Regions from separate parts of the Mus musculus genome. Here regions 1, 2, 3, 4, 6 and 7 are each linked to region 5. The links are chromatin contacts, called in public promoter capture Hi-C maps. All regions are on one chromosome and are shown on one strand. The core of a region is the stretch at or near the end of the contact, and the rest is flanking DNA. Distances in the headings are between cores, read along the strand shown.

Region 1 (2,700 bases), core at 123-2,622, 390 kb after region 5:
ACACCTTGTGACAGGTTTTTCGATCTCAGGCTTACAACCTCTGAGGCAAAAGTTTTATCTCTTGTTTTACTTAGGGAGATTTTAGTTCATCCTCCACTGAGAAACAGCTCAATATCCTTTCAGAAAACATCTGTGTCATTTCAAGTGAGGAATTAAACACTTTCCACGAGAGATTCCTAATCCAAGTGAACCATCTGTAAATTCACAATTCATTTCCAGGTAAGTGGAGGAAACATCACACACCTCAATCTCCAGTACGCAAAACTCTGACCCTGGAACCTAGCAATTTCTGTCACCTCAAAGCAAGACAAGAGTTATTGCATGTGTGATAGTTAAAAGCTAGCTCCATTTCCAACTAAGCTGTTGTACAACACAGCAACAAAAACAAACAGCAAACAAAAAACCAAAAAAAGAAAAAAAAAAAAACCCACATAGCAGAAAATCCCCAGAGTTGAGATACTTGTGGTGTGTGCCTTTAAAAATTCCAACCCCTATCTTCCCTTTTGCAGCAGTTCTCAAACTGGCAAAGGAGATTGTGGCTCTAAATAAAGCAGTTTGGGTTGTTTTTTGTTTGGTTCTCTCTCCTCTCTTCTCTCCTCTCCCTCTCCCCCTCCCCCTCCCCCTCTCCCTCTCTCTCTCTCTCTTTCTCTGTGTGTTTTTGTGTTTTGTTTTTCGAGACAGGGTTTTTCTGTGTAGCCCTGGCCGTCCTGGAACTCACTTTGTAGATCAGGCTGGCCACGAACTCAGAAATCCGCCTGCCTCTGCTTCCCAAGTTCTGGGATTAAAGGCGTGCGCCAGCACCGCCCGGCTGGTTTTATCTCATAATTCCTAGTTTTGTTCGGAGTTTTTTTCAGTGGTCTTGAACTCCGTGACAGACAGCCATAAAGTACAGAAAGGACCAGATCTCCTCTTAACTAAACTTACTGACAGATCCAGTAATATCCACGTGAGAGTGACCCAGCTAATGCTTCCACCAGAAAGCTGGAAAGTGTACGCCCAGAATCACCATGCCCAGGCAAAGACCTTCACCCAGCCAACACTGCCCAGGCAATCCTTGAACTTACAAGCTTCTCCATTCCTTGATTTCTGTCAGTCTAACGCAGGGGTCAGTCCCACCAACCCCCGCAGCGCCCTCTCACCAGCCCTGTCCAGAAAGCTCCTCCAAATCAGCTCTTCCCAGCTCCCATTCCATCCGGTCCCTGTTCCTTCCGGAACTATGCACCCCGCACAGACCCTGGGATGACTGAACCCTGGACCAACCTCCATGTCAGAGATCCAACGGGAGAGCACAGCAGGACCAGAGTCTGGCCCAGCTTTGGATAAGAGCCGCACATGCTTACTAAAAGATGAACTGTTTACTAAAAGTGCAGACCTGTGACGTCACCGTGCTGCAGACTACATTTCCCACAAGTCTGTGCGATGGCGTTGCAGGAGTCCTAGGAGAGTGAGTTGTATTATTTAAAGGTCCTGGATTTCTACATTGATGTGTGTCTGCAATGTAGTGTCACCTACTTAGGAAACAAGGAGACCATGAACTGTGTCCAGTTCTAACGAGCCGAATGTTTATGTAAGGTGCCGCTTTTCCGGATTTTCACTGTAAAGTTCTTAATTCCTTAATTTCCGTGGAGTTTACAGCTATTTGAGGAACCACCTCACTGCCAGTTAAGTGGCAATAAGCTAGTTTGCAGAAACCAGACCATGCGTTAATCATTTCAAAAGAGTTTTACAATTTTCTGGAGGAGGGAAGTTGCCAGGAACTTATCTTTTAGTAATTTAAGAGCGGGTGCCCGGCACACAATAAAGTTTCCTCACAGAGGACAAAGAGCAAAAGCAGGGACTCAGGCTGCTTTTGACATTCAAGATTCACAGCCTGCGGTGTCTTTAATCCCAGCTCACTGCAAGCAAATTCAGGCACCTCTGAGTTCCAGGCTGCCTTGTTTACAGTGAGTCCCTGGCCTGCCAGGGCTACACAGTGAAACCCTGTCTCAAAACAAAACAAAGAACAACAAAACCAGAAATATCCAGATTCATCACAGAAGATATTTGTGAATCAAGCCTTTCCATGTTTTGTTTGTTAAGTTTACAAGTTGTTGCTCATCAATATGTTTATTTTAATCTTCATTCTACATATTATAAAATGTTACTTAAGCTTGCAAAAAAAAAATAGAAAAATAGACAAAAGGAACTTGCCAGATGTTATGGATATGCCTTCAATCACTTGGGAGGCAGAGACAGGAGAAACTCTAGTTCTAGGAGAGCCAGAGGCCTGTACTGGGACTGTCCCAAAAAAAAAGGAGGAGGAGAGAGGGAAATAGTATGTTATATTGGCAGTTTTCCTTGGAAATAACAGAATCCCTTCTGGGCCAAACCAAGCTGCTCTGAGCAGCCTACTACCCAGGGAACCTCCACTCTCCTGCCACCTCTCCTTCACCTCCATCAGACTCCTGAACCACAGGTAAGGTTCCCTTCCCCAACCCTTCTTCCCTGCTATCTGAGTCCTCTGGGGCAAGCCAAGCTGCTGGAGCAGCCCGCCATCCGAGAGGTCCTCCATTCTCCTGCCACATATCTGCCCACCTTCATCAAACCTGAGACTCCTGAAGCATACAGAACCACAGGTTCGCAACCATACAGCCCAAGGCAGCCCATCAGAGGCCTGCCACACCAGGACCATCCAGGTTCACCTTCCTCTCAATCCGGCTA
Region 2 (2,700 bases), core at 78-2,577, 340 kb after region 5:
GTAAACATGAGAGAGAGGCAAAGAGAACGATGGATTCCTGATCAGGTTCCAAACAATACAGACTCCCCATTCCCTACCAGCCTGTCTATACTACACAGTGCTTAAAATACATACAACACAGATCATGAAGCAGCAACTCCTAGGTTGTGCCAAGTGTCAAAGAGTCTCTGAGTGTGGAGTGAGGATTAAAGACAGGAGAGGCCGAAAAAAGATGCAGAGCCAAGAAATAGACTTGGGAGGACTGCTGGTCAATACCACAGCAGCCTCAAGTTTATTATTCACCGCCCTTTTATACCTCATATTACCATGGGCAGCAAAGCTACAAGATAACAGAAACACTGGCAGAAATATACACAATGTTCATAAACTTCTTCAACAAGTCCAAGCCCTGATAATGTCATGTTGACCGGAACCATTGTGGGCCAAGCGGACATTATCTCTTTTTTTAAAACTCTCAACTGTAAAGTAGGGATGGAGGTCCTTTCAAAAGTTTAGAAAATACAGCCCTCAAGGTGAAACATGATGTGAGCTCGTCTCGATCCCACTCTGCCTTGTAGACATTCCTGCCAGTGTATCCACTCCATGCGTTTCTTCAACCCTAGTCCAAGATTTTCAGTGCATTCAGGCAGATCTGTTGGCAGTGTCCCAGAATTCCCCTAAACGACACCTGTAGTACCTCGGATTTTTCCTCTCTTAATTCTTTACTGGCAGAGAAAAGTGAACACAGTCAGACCTCAAGGCCATTGCTATAAGCTGGCTACAGAGTACACGGGGACCAGAAACCCTTTTACTCTAAAGACACAAAGGACTCTGGCAGCATCCAGGTGAGATGGGGGCAGCCAGGAATGCGCGTTTCCAGCAATGCAGGTCTGTGGGCTCTGGCACTCTCTCAGGAGCAGGTAGTCAGCTCATCACCATTAGTTTGCAATCTAGTCCCCCACTACCAAGCTGCTCCAGTGTACCAGAGAACCAAGGCAGACTCGGGCTGCTCTCGGTGTTCTAAAGGAAACCTTCACTCAGGACACAATCCCAAAAGGCCAGTCCCCTCACTCCAAAACTGCAGCCTCAGCGGTCCCAGCCAGTTCAGCACAGCAAGTCCTGGCAGCTGCTTCCGCCCTCCCACCCAGCCCAGAAGCGCTCCCTCCAAGACAGAGCCCTGCTCTGGCACCCACCCCAGTCTATGCTGCTTCCTTGAACCAACCTCCCTGACACAGACCCCGCACAGAGCCCCAAGCAACGCTGCTGACTGGACCAACCTTCTTGTCAGAGACAACTGGAATAGATAGCCGCATAGGATTTCCGCCCAACTTTGAGGAAGAGGCACAAGTACAAACCTGAAGTCAGAAGGGGATTTCCTGGAAGGCTCCCAGTGGTCACAGCGGTGCGGACTACATCTCCCAGAAGTCTGTGCGAAGGAAATCCCAGAACCCAGGGTGGGTGACTTCTACTGTTTGGAGAGGTACGTGGATGGTAACACAAAGTAGAAGGTTGAAGGAGGAAGCCTTTTCTGCAGAAAAGCTATGGGTAATGCGACCCCATTTGGTTTCGGACCCCAGAACCACATCGGAGATGTACGGATATGAGTCGAGCCTTTGACAGAAACATATGGCTTACAAGTCATTTCTAGTTGTAAGTTTAATATTACTACTTCTTGAAAAAAACAAAAAAACAAAAAACGTTGACTTAGTAGTTCGTTAAAATAACAAAGCAATACACTAACCTACGTGGGAAGGAAACGTAACTTTATAAAAGGATGTTTGAAACCAACCTTGGTGTGCCTGACTATGCTCCTAGCTCCTCAGTAACTTTTGACAAATGGACTTGCGGTACAAAGCTGGCTTGGTTTCTGCCCCAACAAACTTGTATACTGTTGTTTGTGTTTCTACTTTTCGAATATATAGAAATAATTCCTCCAGGGCATTGCTAATATTACATATACAGGAACACATGCTGTTTGAGCAGGCCAAGGAGGTTGACTCTGAAGATAAAATTTGACATTCCCAAGCCACACCCAAGCAAGTGTCTATCTAACATTCCTCTAAATCTCTTGTCCCGAGTTAATGCCCCAGACTCTCAGACATTGGAAAGGAGATCAACAAGCAGCCCAAGGAGGCATTGATTAAAACCAGCTAACAGGCTACCTATGTCCAACAGAGACTACTACTGTTGATCTGTTGGTAGAAAGGTGTCTGTAATAAAAGCAGGTCACACATCCAGTCATTTCTCCAACTTGTTGTATGTAGTTGAGACATAAATGCAAAGGCTTTGAGTTGTACTGTAGAAACAAGAGTATACAGAGCACAAACATTTTAAATTGGTATCCACCCTCACCTGCAACTAGGATTTCTTTCTGAGAGCCCTCAGAAATCAGTGTACATGGGACTGCTCACAAAACAGCCAGGGGATCACATGGAGTCAATGCCTTGGCCATTCCTTAGATCCTGTGAACTAAAGGCAGGTACTAAAACATCAGCTGCAGTGGAGTCTACTCCACTGTGGAACACAGACCCAAAGTAGCCTCTAAGAGTACAGAAGCATAGACTATGGGTGCTGAAATAAACACTGGAACCTTACAGATTAATTCCCATAATGACCTCAACCGAATGGAACCAGTCTCTGCACTCTCACTACTAATTCAATCCTGTGGTTATACTCAGAGAACCTGATAATTTGCTGTATGTAGGTGTATTTGTGCCCCCA
Region 3 (2,700 bases), core at 100-2,599, 470 kb after region 5:
GCTTTAATGCCACACAAACACTTGATTTGACTTAAAGTGTTGTGAACTACAAAACTATACAAGAGACAGGCCAAGGAGTCTATTATGGGCAAGGGACCCTAACTGAGCAAAAGCTCTTCAAATTCACCTTTCAATCTTTCTGACGTGGATAAACTGGCAAATGTTCAGGGAGCAACAGGGAACCTGAGTGCCACAGTCGGGGCAGTGATAGAGTAGTTGTTAAGGGAGGTTTAGATGTGCAGTGTCCAGAGATAGAAGAGAAGCTCACAATTGAAGAGCAACGTAAACACTGTTAGGTATTCAAGGTCACTTCTCCTCCCCAGGGACACTCAAGTCCTTTCCCCGAAGTCACTAATAATCTCCAGGCCATCTCTCTGCTCCCATCACCCCCTCATTTGTTTCAGAAAAGGAGTCCAAGCTTCTGACATTACACAATCTCTGACATAAGTGGATACGGTATTTTCTAGTATTTTACTCTACAATGTAGGATCAATAATATCCTGAATAAGCCTTCTCCTTTAGAACATTAGACTGTCTCTACATGTGAGTGTTAAGTGTGAAGATATAGATCACGGAGGTGGCCATGAAATATTCTCATTCAAAACAACACACCAAAAAAAACCTAACAATTTATTCCAAAGAGAATGGTACTAACATCCTATACACCAACCTCCTTAGCAGAACTCTGTCCCTGGAAACGAGGAGCAGCTATTAACTCAAACCAAGAATATTAGGCTGGCCATAAATAGGAGGTGCCAGATCTCCACTCGATCTAGAAGTTCTGAGAAATCTGACCACAGTCAAGTGGCCAAGTGATCACAGCCAACAGACTTCCTAAGGCAAGCAGGAATGTGGGCTCCCATTTACACCTCTGGCGCAAGGAGAGGGCCGGCCCACCCTGCGGGGGGGCAATACTGAACCTTCCACCATTCCACATTTCTGTGCTACAGAGCCAGCTCTCCCACCCCAGAAGCGTATACAGCCGCGTCCTAACAAAGCTTTCACTCACAGCGCCACCCCCATACTGCTCTCCCCACCCAGATTTGCATCCAGGCTCAGTTGGCCCAGCTTAGGTCAGCAGCACAGCATCACCAACTCGGCTTCTCCCTGCCTCTGGTCCACCTCGGCTCCGCTCCCTCCAAGCTGGACCACTCCCCTGCACATTCCCTCAGGCTGCACTGCTCCCTGGACCAACCTCCATGTCAGAGATCCGATCGAGAGCGAGGAGCAGGACACAGCACCGCTAACTTAGGGGAAGACAAACGTCTGCAGACGGGATGCGGAAGTGCGGTTCGCAGAGCGGCTGCTTGTGACGTCACAGAGGGCACGACTACATTTCCCAGAGTTCTGTGTTCTCCCTACTGACAGCGGAGGAGGGTGGAAAGAAAGGAGAGGTGTCAGCACTGGGACAAAAGCCCACAGTCAGGCTGCTTTAAAAGTTCCGGTTGTAAAACGGACGTGCTAGAACATCCGTTGAGGCTTTGATAGGAGGGGTTATTAGTTGTATCTGGTCAAACTGTAGTTTAAAAACTCGTCTACTAATTATAAAATTGGAACCTGCACCAAAAGTTGACAATCATTTAATTGTACTTTAAAATAAGGAAACAAGAGGCTAAAGTGGAGTGAGTGCTATTACTTAGAGATGCTTTTTGACATCAACTTCGGTGTTTAAAATGAAAGGATTACAAATCCAAAGCGTTCTAGGCACTTTACAGAGACCTTGTCTCAAAATACAAAGTACAAAACTAGCAAAGGGGGTAGACTACGTGCCTAGAATGAAGGAAGACTTAATTTAATGCTCAACTTGTACATACTCCATTTTTCCATGTGTGCTGACAAGCCTGTGAGCATACATGCATTAGACTCCACAGCTGGGAAAACAAACAAAAACACTTTCCTGTGAGCACTGGAATCCATACAGTGAAGGAGGTAGGTCAGAGACATAGACGTTAAAAAAAAAAAATCTCTGAACGAGGTTATAAGTACTACCCTCACATTTACATGTGAAGACTTTCCAGAATCCATTGGTGGATCCTTGATCTCTCCATTTGTCCCTTGCTTACACTTTCATTCATTAATCTGCATAAGAACTTTAATTTTATGAGAACTATACCAGAACATCACCCACGTCTCCCTGGTTCACCACAAACAGAGAAGTGTTTAACAGCAGGTGGTCTCTGAGCCTGTGAGTATCTCTTCTGCTTCTCTCCCAAGGAGGGCACAGTTCTTAGCATTGTACGGACTTCTGGTCCATCATCCATTGTAGAATTTCTCTCTGCATTAGGCATGGGGTATCTTGCTCTGTAGACCAGGCTTGCATTGGACTCAAAGATCCCCCTGATTCTGCTTCCCAAGTGCGGGGATTAAAGGCATGTGCTACCACTATCCATGGTATTTTTATCACTGTGGAGAACTCAACTTCTCTTTTCCTACTTAGTTCTCCTTGCAGTGATTAAGCATGTGTTGTAACCTCCGAATTGCTGATACTAGAGAGATACTTTAGTGTTGTGCACAGTTTGTCTCTGCATTTTTTGCTCCCACCCCCCACCCCCCTGGCCAGAAGCTCCCATCTTCCCTCTAGCCCTAGACAAGTATGCTACACAGACAGCTGGTTTCTGTGCTGTGTCCTCCTGCAGCAGCCTGAAACTCCCTCCCCCCACCTCTAGCATTAGAATGGCACTACCCATAAAACTCCCCCTT
Region 4 (2,700 bases), core at 121-2,620, 420 kb after region 5:
ATTTTACAATCCCATGCTTTACAACCTCTAAGGTTCCTAACCCTGGAGGCAATTTTTTAAAATCTGTCTTTCTTAGGAAGATTTTAATTAATCCTCCATTGAGAAACAGCTCAAGCCGGGCGTGGTGGCGCACGGCTTTAATCCCAGCACTCGGGAGGCAGAGGCAGGCGGATTTCTGAGTTCGAGGCCAGCCTGGTCTACAAAGTGAGCTCCAGGACAGCCAGGGCTATACAGAGAAACCCTGTCTCGAAAAAACCAAAAAAAAAAAAAAAAAAAAAAAGAGAAACAGCTCAATATCCTTTTAGCAAACATGGGTGTCAAGCTACTTTCAAGTGAGGAACTGAACAGCCTCCATGAGGGATTCCTATTCCAAGTGAATCTTCTTTAAATCCACAATTCATTTCAAAGAAAGTGGGATAAATATCACGTACACCAATGCTCCCTTCAGGACTCTGACCCTGGAACCTAGCAAGTTCTGTCACCTCAAAGCAAGACAAGAATAACTGCATGTGCGATGAATTAAAGACTAGCTCCATTTCCAACTGAGCGTTGTACAACACAGCAACAAAAACAAACAGCAAACAATAGTAACCGGACATGCATTCTGCTTTTTTTAATCTCTCTTAGCTGTGCTTGCTCAGAAAACAAACAAAAAATATAATGCCTTATGAAGCAGACCATCCCAAGTTGAGACAACTGTGTTTTGTGACTTAAAGAATTCCAACCCCTGTCTACCCTTTTGCAGCAGTTCTCAAACTGGCAAAGGAGATTGTGGCTCTAAATAAAGCAGTTTTGTTTCGTTGGTTTGTTTTTTACCTTTTAATTCCTAGTTTTATTTGGTGATCTTTCTCAGTGGTCCTGAACTCCGTAACAGACAGCCATAAAGTACAGAAAGGACCAGATCTCCTCTTATCTAAACATACTGAGCGATCCAGTAACATCCACGTGAGAGTGACCCAGCTAATACTTCCACCAGAAAGCTGGAAAGTGAACGCCCAGAATCACCATGACCAGGCAAAGACCTTCACCCAGCCAACATTGCCTAGGCAATCCTTGAACTTACAAGCTTCTCCATTCCTTGAATTCTGTCGGTCTAAACAGAGGTCAGTCCCACTAACCCCCGCAGCGCCCTCTCACCAGCCCTGTCCAGAAAGCTCCTCCAAATCAGCTCCTCCCAGCTTCCATTCCACCCGGTCCCTGTTCCCTCCGGACCTATGCACCCCGCACAGACCCTGGGGTGACTGAACCCTGGACCAACCTCCATGTCAGAGATCCAACGGGAGAGCACAGCAGGACCAGAGTCTGGCCCAGCTTTGGATAAGAGCCGCACATGCTTACCAAAAGCTGAACTCTTGTTTACCAAAGTACCGATCTGTGACGTCACCGTGCTACAGACTACATTTCCCACAAGTCTGTGCGATGGCGTTGCAGGAGTCTTAGGAGAGTGAGTTGTACTACAAAATGGTCCTGGATTTCTGCATTGATGTCTGTCACCTAGTTAGTGTCGCCTAGTTAAGAAGCATGGAGGCCACGAACTGAGCCCAGTTCTAACGAGCCGAGTGCATTCCTCAGTTTCTGTGGTCCAGCTTAAAGGGGCAGAGGATTTTCTTGGCAAAGTTCTTAATTTCTTCATTTCCGGTGAAATTTACAGCTATTTGAGGAAACTGCCTCAAGGCTTTGGCTTAATACCCAGTACTGCACATACTTAAGTGAGCCGCGTTCTCCTGTATTGACACCCTGTGTGAATATTTGTCAGTGTACTGAGTTACCAAGATGGTAAGAGATAGAGACACTCCAGGATGTGATAAGCTTTAGCAAAAGCCGCCGGGGAATCAGCTTCTGATGGACTGACAGCCAATGTGTCGGGTTTACCAGGATTGTTTTATAACTGAGGTTATGCTAAGCTTTTGATATTCCCAAAGAAGACAATGCCATGGATTTTAGGTAACAATCACGGATTATTTACAGGAGATCACCACAAGGCTTAAGCGCCATCACTCTGGATGCCCTGTGCAATGGCTCTTCTAGAAATCAACTACAAGCCGTACACAGATCACAAGCCACTGCAGGAAATCGTTTTCATGTGAATATTGGAATCCATTCGTGTCGGAGGTTAGTCAAGAGAAACAGACTAAATCATCGAACAATTTTATTTATTTATTTAGATTTTTCGAGACAGGGTTTCTCTGTTTAGACCTGGCTGTCCTGGAACTCACTTTGTAGACCAGGCTGGCCTCAAACTCAGAAATCTGCCTGCCTCTGCCTCCGGAGTATCGAACAATTTTAAAGTCCTCCTCTCTGTTGTTTATCAGTAAAGATCGCCCAGATCCATCGCAGATCCTTTGTCCATATTTTCAACCTTTAGCTTATGTAAGTGTTGTGGGTTGTCCTGATGTTGTTTGAATTTTCATGTTAATTCTGCATCCTCAAGAGGGGTGGCCCCCGGGAGAGTGGTGGATCAAGTACTCAGGTGCTCTCCTGTGAATCTTCTCCCCATTTACTGGTCAATAAAAGCAAAAGCCTGTGATTGGGCCGTGGAGAGGAAAGGTGAGAGAGGAGATCTTGGAGAGCGAGAGATGGGGAGGGAGAGATGACAGGAGAGGAGGAAGCAGCAGCTAAGATGGAGCTGAACCACGTGACCAGGAGAAACTGCAGATAACCAACGGTCTCCTAGCTGGGGATAAGTTAGTATAGTTCTGC
Region 5 (2,700 bases), core at 144-2,643:
TTCATCCCTATAATATGTCTTTCTTCTTAATATAAATTCTCTGGTTATGAGGCAACTTAAGAAATCCAACAGTTAATAAACAAACAACACTCAAACTCACTATAAATGGAACATGGCATGGTGTCTTGATCAATATTTAGCAAAGCATCCTTCACTGATATTTATAAATTAAAATAAATATATGAGCATCTCCAAATTTCTTTTCTACATCTCATATGTTGTTTATATACCCAGTGAAATTCTGCCATTTCCTAAGCAAATTAGTAATTAGATCCTGTCTTAACCAATAAGTTATGGCTTAATAGTCATCTGAAAGAATAGAGAAGGTTTAAGGGGCAAGTCACAAAGGAAAGAACAAAGTGACAGATGGCCATCTTCCTAGGGCACAGAGGAGTAAAGAGGAGGAGAAGTCAGGAGGAACGGAAGTTAACGTCACTATCAGCTACACAGAACACTTCAGGGCAGCCTGGACTACACAAGAAACTGACTCAAAATCCCAATACAAACACAAAAGGATGGCAATAGGAAGGGGGAAAAGGTAGCTATGGTTACCAGCATAACACACAAATAACGTCAGTCAAAACTTCAACAGGGAAAGGGGAGGGGTTCACAAGGCCCCACCCTTAGCTAAGGATCGGTTGGAATTCATGACCACTGAAAAAGAGATTCGTTTTGTTTGTTTGTTTGTTTGTTTATTTTGCTTGGAGGTGTGGCCAGTGAGCGTCCACGTTCTAGGGGATGTCCTGTGCGCCCTCCCTTCCCCGCCCCATACACACAGGTATGCACACTAGAGCAATACTAAGTGGACTCAGTGGGTTATAAAACAAAAACAAAACCACCAGGACAGGAAATTGGGAGTGGAGCATTTTGGGAGATACCTGGTACTGTTGAAGTAGGGGACAGTAGGGGTGGATTTGATCGGACTGCATTGTATATACATCTATTAAATTCCGGATAACAGAAGCCATCGAGACAGTGTCAGCTAAGGGCATGCTTCCACACCTCAGGCACAAGCTGACAGCAGATGCACCCTGCCAGGCACCCTTCTCCATTCCTAGGCTACCGAGCCAGCTCTCCTGCCCCAGAAGTGCAGGACAGAACAGGGCAACGGCACCTTAAAAGAGAGGCCACTCCCAGCTCCATCCCTCCTCCAGCGTTAACCAGCACCGGAATGGACAAGCCTAGGTCACCACAGTACCTCCCATTCAACTTCTTCCCGCCTCCCTCCAAGGCGGACCCGCCCACCCCGCAACGTCCCTCTGGCTGCGCTACATCCTGGGACCAACCTCCATGCCAGAGATGCTACCAGAGCGCGCACAGGACCCGACACTGGCCCAACTTTGGAGAAGACCGCCAGAGAGGGAGACACACACAGGCGCAGAAGAAACACGGAAGCGCCCTTCCCAGAGTCCCTGTTTGTGACGTCGCCGCGGACGAGACTACATTTCCCACAATTCTCTGCGAGCGAGTTTCACAAAGCCGTGGTAGGTGATTTGAAACGTTCCCAAGTTACTGTCAGGCTGTTTGCCAAAGAGAATGGGTAGAAACAAGCCACTTCTGAAGGTGGATAGCCACGGGGAGTCAGGGTACCGCGTTTAAATTTTCAAAATGAGTATGGGTTGAACCTTTGACAGCATTGTTTATTATGTGTACTGGATACTTTGGGTCCATATATTGTGATTTTAAAACTCAACCTGCTTCCTACAAAATGTTTCGTTTTTGTTTTTGTTTTGCTTTGCTTTGGTTTGGTTTGTTTTTCCAGACAGGGTTTCTCTGTATAGCTCTGGCTGTCCTGGAACTCACTCTACAAACCAGGCTGGCCTCTAACTCAGAAATCCTCCTGCCTCTGCCTCCCAAGTGCTGGGATTAAAGGTGTGCGCCACCACTGCCCAGCTGTGTTTGTTTGTTTGTTTTTGTTTTGTTTTTAAAAAAGATTTATTATTATATGTAAGTACACTGTAGCTGTCCTCAAACACACCAGAAGAGGGAGTCAGGTCTCATTATGGATGGTTGTAAGCCACCATGTGGTTGCTGGTATTTGAACTCAGGACCCTCGGAAGAGCAGCTAGTGCTCTTAACCTCTGAGCTATCTCACCCACCCCAAAATGTTTCACATCACAAGGCAAACATGGATTAAAAAAATGAGCTAATATTTTGAGAAGACAATTCTTAAAATGAGAAATGAAAACAGACAATGAACATGTGAAAAAGTGTTGGTCCAAATAACTGGAACTTCAAACTAAAGATGATTGTATAGAAGCAAGTGTGGTTTTACATGTTGAAAATCCCAGATGTTGGTTACTGGAGATAGGAATAGGAGTCCGAGGTCACCTATAGACATATAGAAAGTTTGAAACATGTTTGGTATACATGACTCCCCACTCAAAAACAAAACAGATTCAGAAAATGAGATCACAGAATGTATATGCTTTGAGTAAACTTGCATACTAAAGTGTTACATGTACCTTTTGCTACCCCACCTAAGCTCTGGGAACAGGCAGTGCTATCAGCCCCTCACCTAGAGAATACTGGATCTTTGGATAAAAAACACAGACACACAAAGCAGTTAATCTTAAAATGTCTTTGCTAACTCAATGACAGGGCATTGCTAAATCTCAAACTCAAACTGTTCTAGAATTCAATTGTGGGGCAATGGGCTATGCACAGAGACAGCCTGGTCTCCAGTCGAACTTAGTTAGG
Region 6 (2,700 bases), core at 82-2,581, 490 kb after region 5:
AAAATGAGTAATTCCTTCCCTCATATTTTCACTTGTACAAACAAAAGACTATGTGAGCAGCCCACTGTGAAAAAACTACAGGATCCCGAGTGAACCATAGCTCTTAAAGTCATCTCTTACTCTTTTGACCCAGTATAAAAACTTGGGAGAAACGGTTCCGGACGAACTGTTTAAGGGCACTCGTGGAACACAGATCCCACAACTAGTGACAGTTTTAGACACAGTATGCAGTGGACAACGACGGGAGAAAACCATGGGATCGATCAGAGAGCACTGTAAGCATCCGGTCAGGTAGGCAGGACTATTTCTCTTTCCCAGAGAAACTCAAGCACCTCTGTCCCCTTACAGTCAATCCCTAGACACCCTTGTAGCCTCTAGCCAACTCATCTCCCACAAACTAATGGCATCATAATTCCCAATGGAATTGGATGAGTTATTCTTCTCCAGTACAGTGCAGGATCAGTAATTTCTTGTTTTGCAAAGCTAGAATCTTTTCCTTTAGGGGATCATTCTAGCTCTGCATGGGGGTGTTAGTCTGAGGATTCAGGTCACAGCAGTGATCATTAAGTATTCCTATTTAAAACGGCAGTCCATAAATCTCTGTTCCAATGAAAATGGGATTAACATCCCATGCATCAATCTCTCTCGCAAAACTCTCCGTCCTTGGAAACTAGTAACTCTATGAACTTCTATCAATACAAACTAAAAGTATTAGGCCGGCTATAAAGTACAGGAGGGGCCAGATCTCCACTTGGTCTAGGTGTCCTGAGAAAACTGACAAGCGCGGGGAAGGCGTGGGTCCATAGCCAATCTGAGATGTATGAGTCCACCACCACCACTTCCAGGTACAGGTTACGAGCAGACCCGCCTGTCCGAGCAATCCTGGATTTTCATATTCCCAATTCCTTTCTTACCAATACAGCCTCTATAAGAGACCCAGGCAGCTACTCTGAGCTCACAAGAGCGTTCACTTCCAGCACCAACCGCATGCCCTCTCCCCGGCCCCAGCAGGCTTCCAGACGCTGTGGCCCAGCCTAGGTCAGCAGGGCTCCACCAAGTCTGTTCTTCCCGCCTCCGGGCCACCCCTCCTCCGCCGCCTCCGGGCCGGACCCGCCCTCGGTCCCTCCGACCTGCAGCGGTACGCGACACCCTGGACCAACCTCCATGTCAGCGATGCAAGCCGAGCGCGGAGCAGGACCAGAGAATCGCCCAACTTTGAGAGAAAATGCACTAGTGCAGTCGCAATGCGGAAGTGCCGTTTCCACAATGGCTCCTTGTGAAGCGATCCAACGGAAGACTACACTTCCCACAAGTCTGTGCGACGAGGCGCCAGGAAAACAGGCTGGTGACGTGTGTGTTTCCTGTGTTTCTTCACCTCTGCAGGTGAGGATGGATGGGAACGCGAGCATTTTTTGCACTGGGACAGCCATAGGGAGTCGGGCTGCTTTTAAAATCCCGGGTTCACTACCGGAGATGTTTGAATGTGAGTCGAGCCTTTGACTCTAATGTTTGCTGATTATTTCTGGTCAATCTGTACTGATTTAAAACTCAAAGTCTACTTATTATGAGGTTTATTCCATATGTAAAATTCACGTTGACTCAATTTAACTTTAAAATAAATCAGCAAAAAATTGTATGGAAATGACCACTTTCTGTTAAGATGATTTTACAATCAGCCTATTTGTCACTCCGTGTCTTCGCAGATGCTCAGGAGCTTAAGACAGAAGGATGCCAAATCCAAGGATAACCTGGGCAAAAGGTACAAACTACAAAAAAGGGTTACTGAGCATCTTAGGGGTAAAGTCCCTGCTTGCCTGGGATGAAGAAGGCTTTAGTTATAAATACACCACTACAATAGACAATCTCGTCCTGTAGTTAAATAAAATAACCAGTTTGCCACAGCTGGAAAAAAAGTCTTAGTGTGAACATTGGAATCCATACAGTGTAGTGCACAGGTCAAGGTGCACAGATATGATTTAAAATTATAGAACAAAATTAAAAGCCCAGCTCTCTAGAATTCACTTGTAAAGAACTCAGAGAATCTAACTGGGAACATAGAAATAATGAATGAATGAATAAAGATAGATTGGCACCATTGGGACCTCCTATCTCCTCGTAAATATCTAGTGCTGTACTGGTCATGCCAAAGACCAAAGAACAAACCTTTTTAGAAAGAAGAGTCTGGACTCGTGACGGACAGTGGTTCACAAGGAAGCTAAATCTCAGCTGAGAAGGAAAGTCTTTTTTTTTTTTTTTTTTTTTTAATAAGAAACTTGTGTCCTGCCGGGCAGTGGTGGCGCATGCCTTTTATCCCAGCACTTGGGAGGCAAAGGCAGACAGATTTCTGAGTTGGAGGCCAGCCTGGTCTACACAGTGAGTTCCAGGACAGCCAGGGCTATACAGAGAAACCCTGTCTCGAAAAACCAAAAAAAAAAAAAAAAAAAAAAAAAAAAAAAAAAAAAAAAAGAAAGAAAGAAAGAAAGAAAGAAAGAAAGAAAGAAAGAAACTTACTTGTGTCCTTTTTTATTCTTCCCTGAAATGTTTAAGAAGGAGTTTTAATAACTGGTTGGGGAGGGTGGTTGGAGAGATGGCTCAGCGGTTAAGAGCACTGACTGATCTTCCAGAGGTCCTGAGGTCAATTCCAGCAATCACGTGGTAGCTTACAACTATCTGTGGATCCCAATCCAGTGCCCTCTTCTG
Region 7 (2,700 bases), core at 128-2,627, 360 kb after region 5:
CACAGTAAATCCAAACAACTAATCACCCAAATGTACCATCTTTAACAAGAGCATGTTAGTGAAAACAAAGTTTGAATCCCACATGGATTGGGTCGGCAGAAGGGAAGCATGTGTACTTTGTAAGACACCAAAGTGTTGATTGCAGGGGTTTTCCACGGCTCTCACTGGAAGACATGGAATGAATCATAGAGAGTATTTCTCACGTCCATCAAGCATGATTAAATGTTTTCTGACACAGATTGAGGCAGCTTACATTGGCCTTGAATTTGCTATCAAGCAGGGGATGTCCAGAGGGTCCTGCCCCTCCCCCTCACAAATGCAGAGATAACAGGAATGTGCCTCACAGAAGGCTCAAGCTTCTTTTGATCACAGGCCTGTTTTCTCTAAATCACGTGAATACACACAGGTCTGTGAGCTCTTCCTCACCCTGCTGACCTGACACAAAAGCCTGGCCCCCTAAAACAAGGCCACGTGAGATTTTCCCCCTGATCATGGACTAGCTCAACAATTTAGCCCAGATGAAGACGTGGTGAGGCAAGCATTGTGGGCTAACCAAACATCCTGTCTTACCACCACCACCACCCCCAAATTACTCAACCCTAAATTAGGGATGGGGGACTTTTCAAAGGTTTGAGAAAAGCAGCCCGCAAGGTGAAACAGGCTTCAGCCTCCCTGGTTGGCACTCTGCTTTGTAGTCTTTCCCTCCATGTGTTGACTATGTGTGCTGTCTCAGCCCTAGTCAAAGCTTCTCTATAGCGGGTCCTTCTGGCAGATCTCCCTTCTGTGTTACAGAATTTCCCAACATGCCACCGGTTGCAAATCATATATATGTATTTAAATCATTCTTAATTCTTTAAATGGCAGAGAAAATGAATATAATCAAAACCATTACAATAGGCCGGCTACGGAGTGCCGGAGGAACCAGAAAACCCATTTACTGAGGAATCTCACAGCAGCCAGGTGAGAATGGGGCACCAGGTTAGTGTGCTTCCCAGCAGAGCAGGTATTACAGGAGCAGGTAGTCAGCTTACCACTATTAGCTTGCAATTCTTGCACTTGCACTATTATCCACTCCCCCGCTACCTACCTGCTCCGGTGTAGACTCGGGCTGCACGCAGTGTTCCAAAGAATCCTTCACAATCCCAAACACCCAGTCCCCTACCCTGCCCTGCAACCTCACCTGTCCCAGCCCGTTCAGCGCGGCAAGTCCATGCAGCTTCTTCCGCCCTCCCACCTAGCCTAGGTCCGCTCCCTCTGAGACGGAACCCAGCTCCCCAAGCTACGCTGCTCCCCCGACCAACCTCTAAGTCAGAGATGCTACAGGAATCTTCAGCATCACAGGACTCCAGTCCAACTTTCGGGAAGATTGACGAGTGTTGACCAAAAGCCGGGTGGGATTTGCTTGTGACGTCGGAGTCACGTGGGTACTGGATTGCGAGAAGAACTTCCTGGAGTCCAGGTAGGGCAACTTCTACTGTTCCTGGATTTCTTCTTGGAAACCTGCAGTAGAGTGTGGAAGGAAAATGCAGAGTTCCTATGACAACCACGGGGAGTCAGGATGGTTTTTGTAAAGAATACATGGCCTCAGAAGGCATTTTCCCCGATGCTGTAAGCTGCCCCTGCCCGCCTGCACAGAGGCTGCACTCGCGGTGCAGTTTACAGCATCGGGAAGAATGCCTTCTGAGGCCATGTGTTCTTTACAGTTTTCAACTCCACAGCCACAACAAGAGGTGTATGGATGTGAGTAGAGCCTTTCACAGAAATATTAGGCTTACAAGTCCTTTCTGGTCCACGTGTTCTGATTTTAATCTTACTACCCCCGGAAAAACATCATGTTGACTCAGTTGTACTTTAAAAAAATAATGAAGCACTACGCTGATGTAGAGATGAAAATTATCTTTTAAAAAGGGATTTTCAACTCAGCCTTGGTGTGCCTGATTACGCTCCTAGCTTCTCAGAGGTTACTGACAAATGGATCCAAGGCTGTAATGGACAATTTAAGTACACCTTCTTTCTAAATAAGAGGAAAACGTAAATACAAAACAAAACTTAGACAGATACGTGGTAAAGCAGTTTGGTGTAGTCCGACTATCAGTCAAAGTAGGTACCTTGAATGAGAGTCTGGGAACCGCCAAAACAAAAGTTCTGATCCAGGCTCAACTTTATTGCAAAGCAGCAGACTTACAAAGGCACAGAAGCGATCAATAGCCAATAGCTGCTCCAGTCAGGGTGTGTTATAACAAGGCTCTCACTCATCCATGCATGCTTTATGATTGGTTTTAGCTTCTACAGATGTCCACATACTTATTAACCACAGTGGGTTCATGCAGGCAATGGCAGTGACATATCTGGCCAATGCTGTTTCACTGTAGACATCACTATACCTGGCTCTGACTATCTTGTGGCTATCACTTCTCCCTCATGGATCCTTGAGGTTTGGCACTAGGGGTGTGATGTCGGTGTCCCACTTAGGTCAGTGCATCCACAGGGTATATTCCTTGCACTTTCAGGAAATGTGAGCTTGTGTGTTATTCTCCATCTACCACACAATTCATATTTTCTGACAGATTTTGAGAGGTGCCTGGATCTCTGGGTAGAAAACTATAACCTTCCCTCAGCCTGAAGCTGGCTGAGCCAGAACTTGACCTTGCTGCCACTAGGGAGATTACCTAGGGTGGAGCCTTCCTCCCTAGATCACTC

The links. Promoter capture Hi-C pulls out the DNA fragments that hold promoters and counts their contacts. Capture Hi-C pulls out chosen DNA fragments and counts their contacts.
Region 1: a contact with region 5 is called in a promoter capture Hi-C map of second pharyngeal arch cranial neural crest. The contact joins the promoter of Zfp874a here to the promoter of Zfp712 in region 5. A contact is called at or near these places in 13 of 39 promoter capture datasets (the 3T3-L1 cell line, cranial neural crest, embryonic stem cells and 9 more), 4 of 484 Hi-C or Micro-C datasets (LSK cells, cerebral cortex and embryonic stem cells), 2 of 115 datasets of contacts at active chromatin or transcription factors (astrocytes and bone marrow-derived macrophages) and 4 of 9 other capture datasets (adipose tissue, liver, macrophages and 1 more).
Region 2: a promoter capture Hi-C map of pre-B cells shows a contact between it and region 5. The contact joins the promoter of Zfp429 here to the promoter of Zfp712 in region 5. A contact is called at or near these places in 3 of 39 promoter capture datasets (erythroid cells, frontonasal cranial neural crest and pre-B cells).
Region 3: a promoter capture Hi-C map of liver shows a contact between it and region 5, with 4 times the contacts expected there. The contact joins the promoter of Zfp87 here to the promoter of Zfp712 in region 5. A contact is called at or near these places in 19 of 39 promoter capture datasets (the 3T3-L1 cell line, 3T3-L1-derived adipocytes, the C10 cell line and 14 more), 3 of 484 Hi-C or Micro-C datasets (the HPC-7 cell line, cerebral cortex and muscle stem cells), 7 of 115 datasets of contacts at active chromatin or transcription factors (the 230-238 cell line, bone marrow-derived macrophages, embryonic stem cells and 3 more) and 2 of 9 other capture datasets (adipose tissue and liver).
Region 4: a contact with region 5 is called in a promoter capture Hi-C map of liver, with 5 times the contacts expected there. The contact joins the promoter of Zfp874b here to the promoter of Zfp712 in region 5. A contact is called at or near these places in 16 of 39 promoter capture datasets (the 3T3-L1 cell line, the C10 cell line, the HPC-7 cell line and 10 more), 3 of 484 Hi-C or Micro-C datasets (cardiomyocytes, embryonic fibroblasts and uterus), 2 of 115 datasets of contacts at active chromatin or transcription factors (bone marrow-derived macrophages and embryonic stem cells) and 3 of 9 other capture datasets (adipose tissue, liver and pancreatic islet).
Region 6: a contact with region 5 is called in a promoter capture Hi-C map of liver, with 7 times the contacts expected there. The contact joins the promoter of 9430065F17Rik here to the promoter of Zfp712 in region 5. A contact is called at or near these places in 6 of 39 promoter capture datasets (cranial neural crest, erythroid cells, frontonasal cranial neural crest and 3 more), 3 of 484 Hi-C or Micro-C datasets (CD4 T cells, forebrain and uterus), 3 of 115 datasets of contacts at active chromatin or transcription factors (astrocytes, bone marrow-derived macrophages and embryonic stem cells) and 2 of 9 other capture datasets (adipose tissue and liver).
Region 7: a promoter capture Hi-C map of pre-B cells shows a contact between it and region 5. The contact joins the promoter of Zfp459 here to the promoter of Zfp712 in region 5. A contact is called at or near these places in 4 of 39 promoter capture datasets (the C10 cell line, cranial neural crest, neutrophils and 1 more) and 1 of 9 other capture datasets (liver).

The regions. Positions count from the first base shown.
Region 1 is chr13:67,450,252-67,452,951 of GRCm38.p6, forward strand. It overlaps Zfp874a (zinc finger protein 874a), which reads right to left and starts at 1,373. Exons shown (of 4, transcript NM_177712.4): 1 at 1,261-1,373. The coding sequence starts at 1,266.
Region 2 is chr13:67,398,440-67,401,139 of GRCm38.p6, forward strand. Zfp429 (zinc finger protein 429) reads right to left here and starts at 1,328. Exons shown (of 4, transcript NM_001080941.1): 1 at 1,257-1,328. The coding sequence starts at 1,292.
Region 3 is chr13:67,524,882-67,527,581 of GRCm38.p6, forward strand. It overlaps Zfp87 (zinc finger protein 87), which reads right to left and starts at 1,350. Exons shown (of 4, transcript NM_133228.3): 1 at 1,196-1,350. The coding sequence starts at 1,201.
Region 4 is chr13:67,482,883-67,485,582 of GRCm38.p6, forward strand. It overlaps Zfp874b (zinc finger protein 874b), which reads right to left and starts at 1,371. Exons shown (of 4, transcript NM_001076791.2): 1 at 1,259-1,371. The coding sequence starts at 1,264.
Region 5 is chr13:67,059,777-67,062,476 of GRCm38.p6, forward strand. Zfp712 (zinc finger protein 712) reads right to left here and starts at 1,394. Exons shown (of 4, transcript NM_001166218.1): 1 at 1,287-1,394. The coding sequence starts at 1,292.
Region 6 is chr13:67,551,871-67,554,570 of GRCm38.p6, forward strand. 9430065F17Rik (RIKEN cDNA 9430065F17 gene) reads left to right here and starts at 1,332. Exons shown (of 5, transcript NR_131100.1): 1 at 1,332-1,383; 2 at 1,704-1,759. It overlaps Zfp748 (zinc finger protein 748), which reads right to left and starts at 1,282. Exons shown (of 4, transcript NM_001035231.3): 1 at 1,161-1,282. The coding sequence starts at 1,166.
Region 7 is chr13:67,420,041-67,422,740 of GRCm38.p6, forward strand. It overlaps Zfp459 (zinc finger protein 459), which reads right to left and starts at 1,378. Exons shown (of 4, transcript NM_177811.4): 1 at 1,302-1,378. It overlaps Gm33787 (a long non-coding RNA gene), which reads left to right and starts at 1,403. Exons shown (of 2, transcript XR_382593.2): 1 at 1,403-1,459.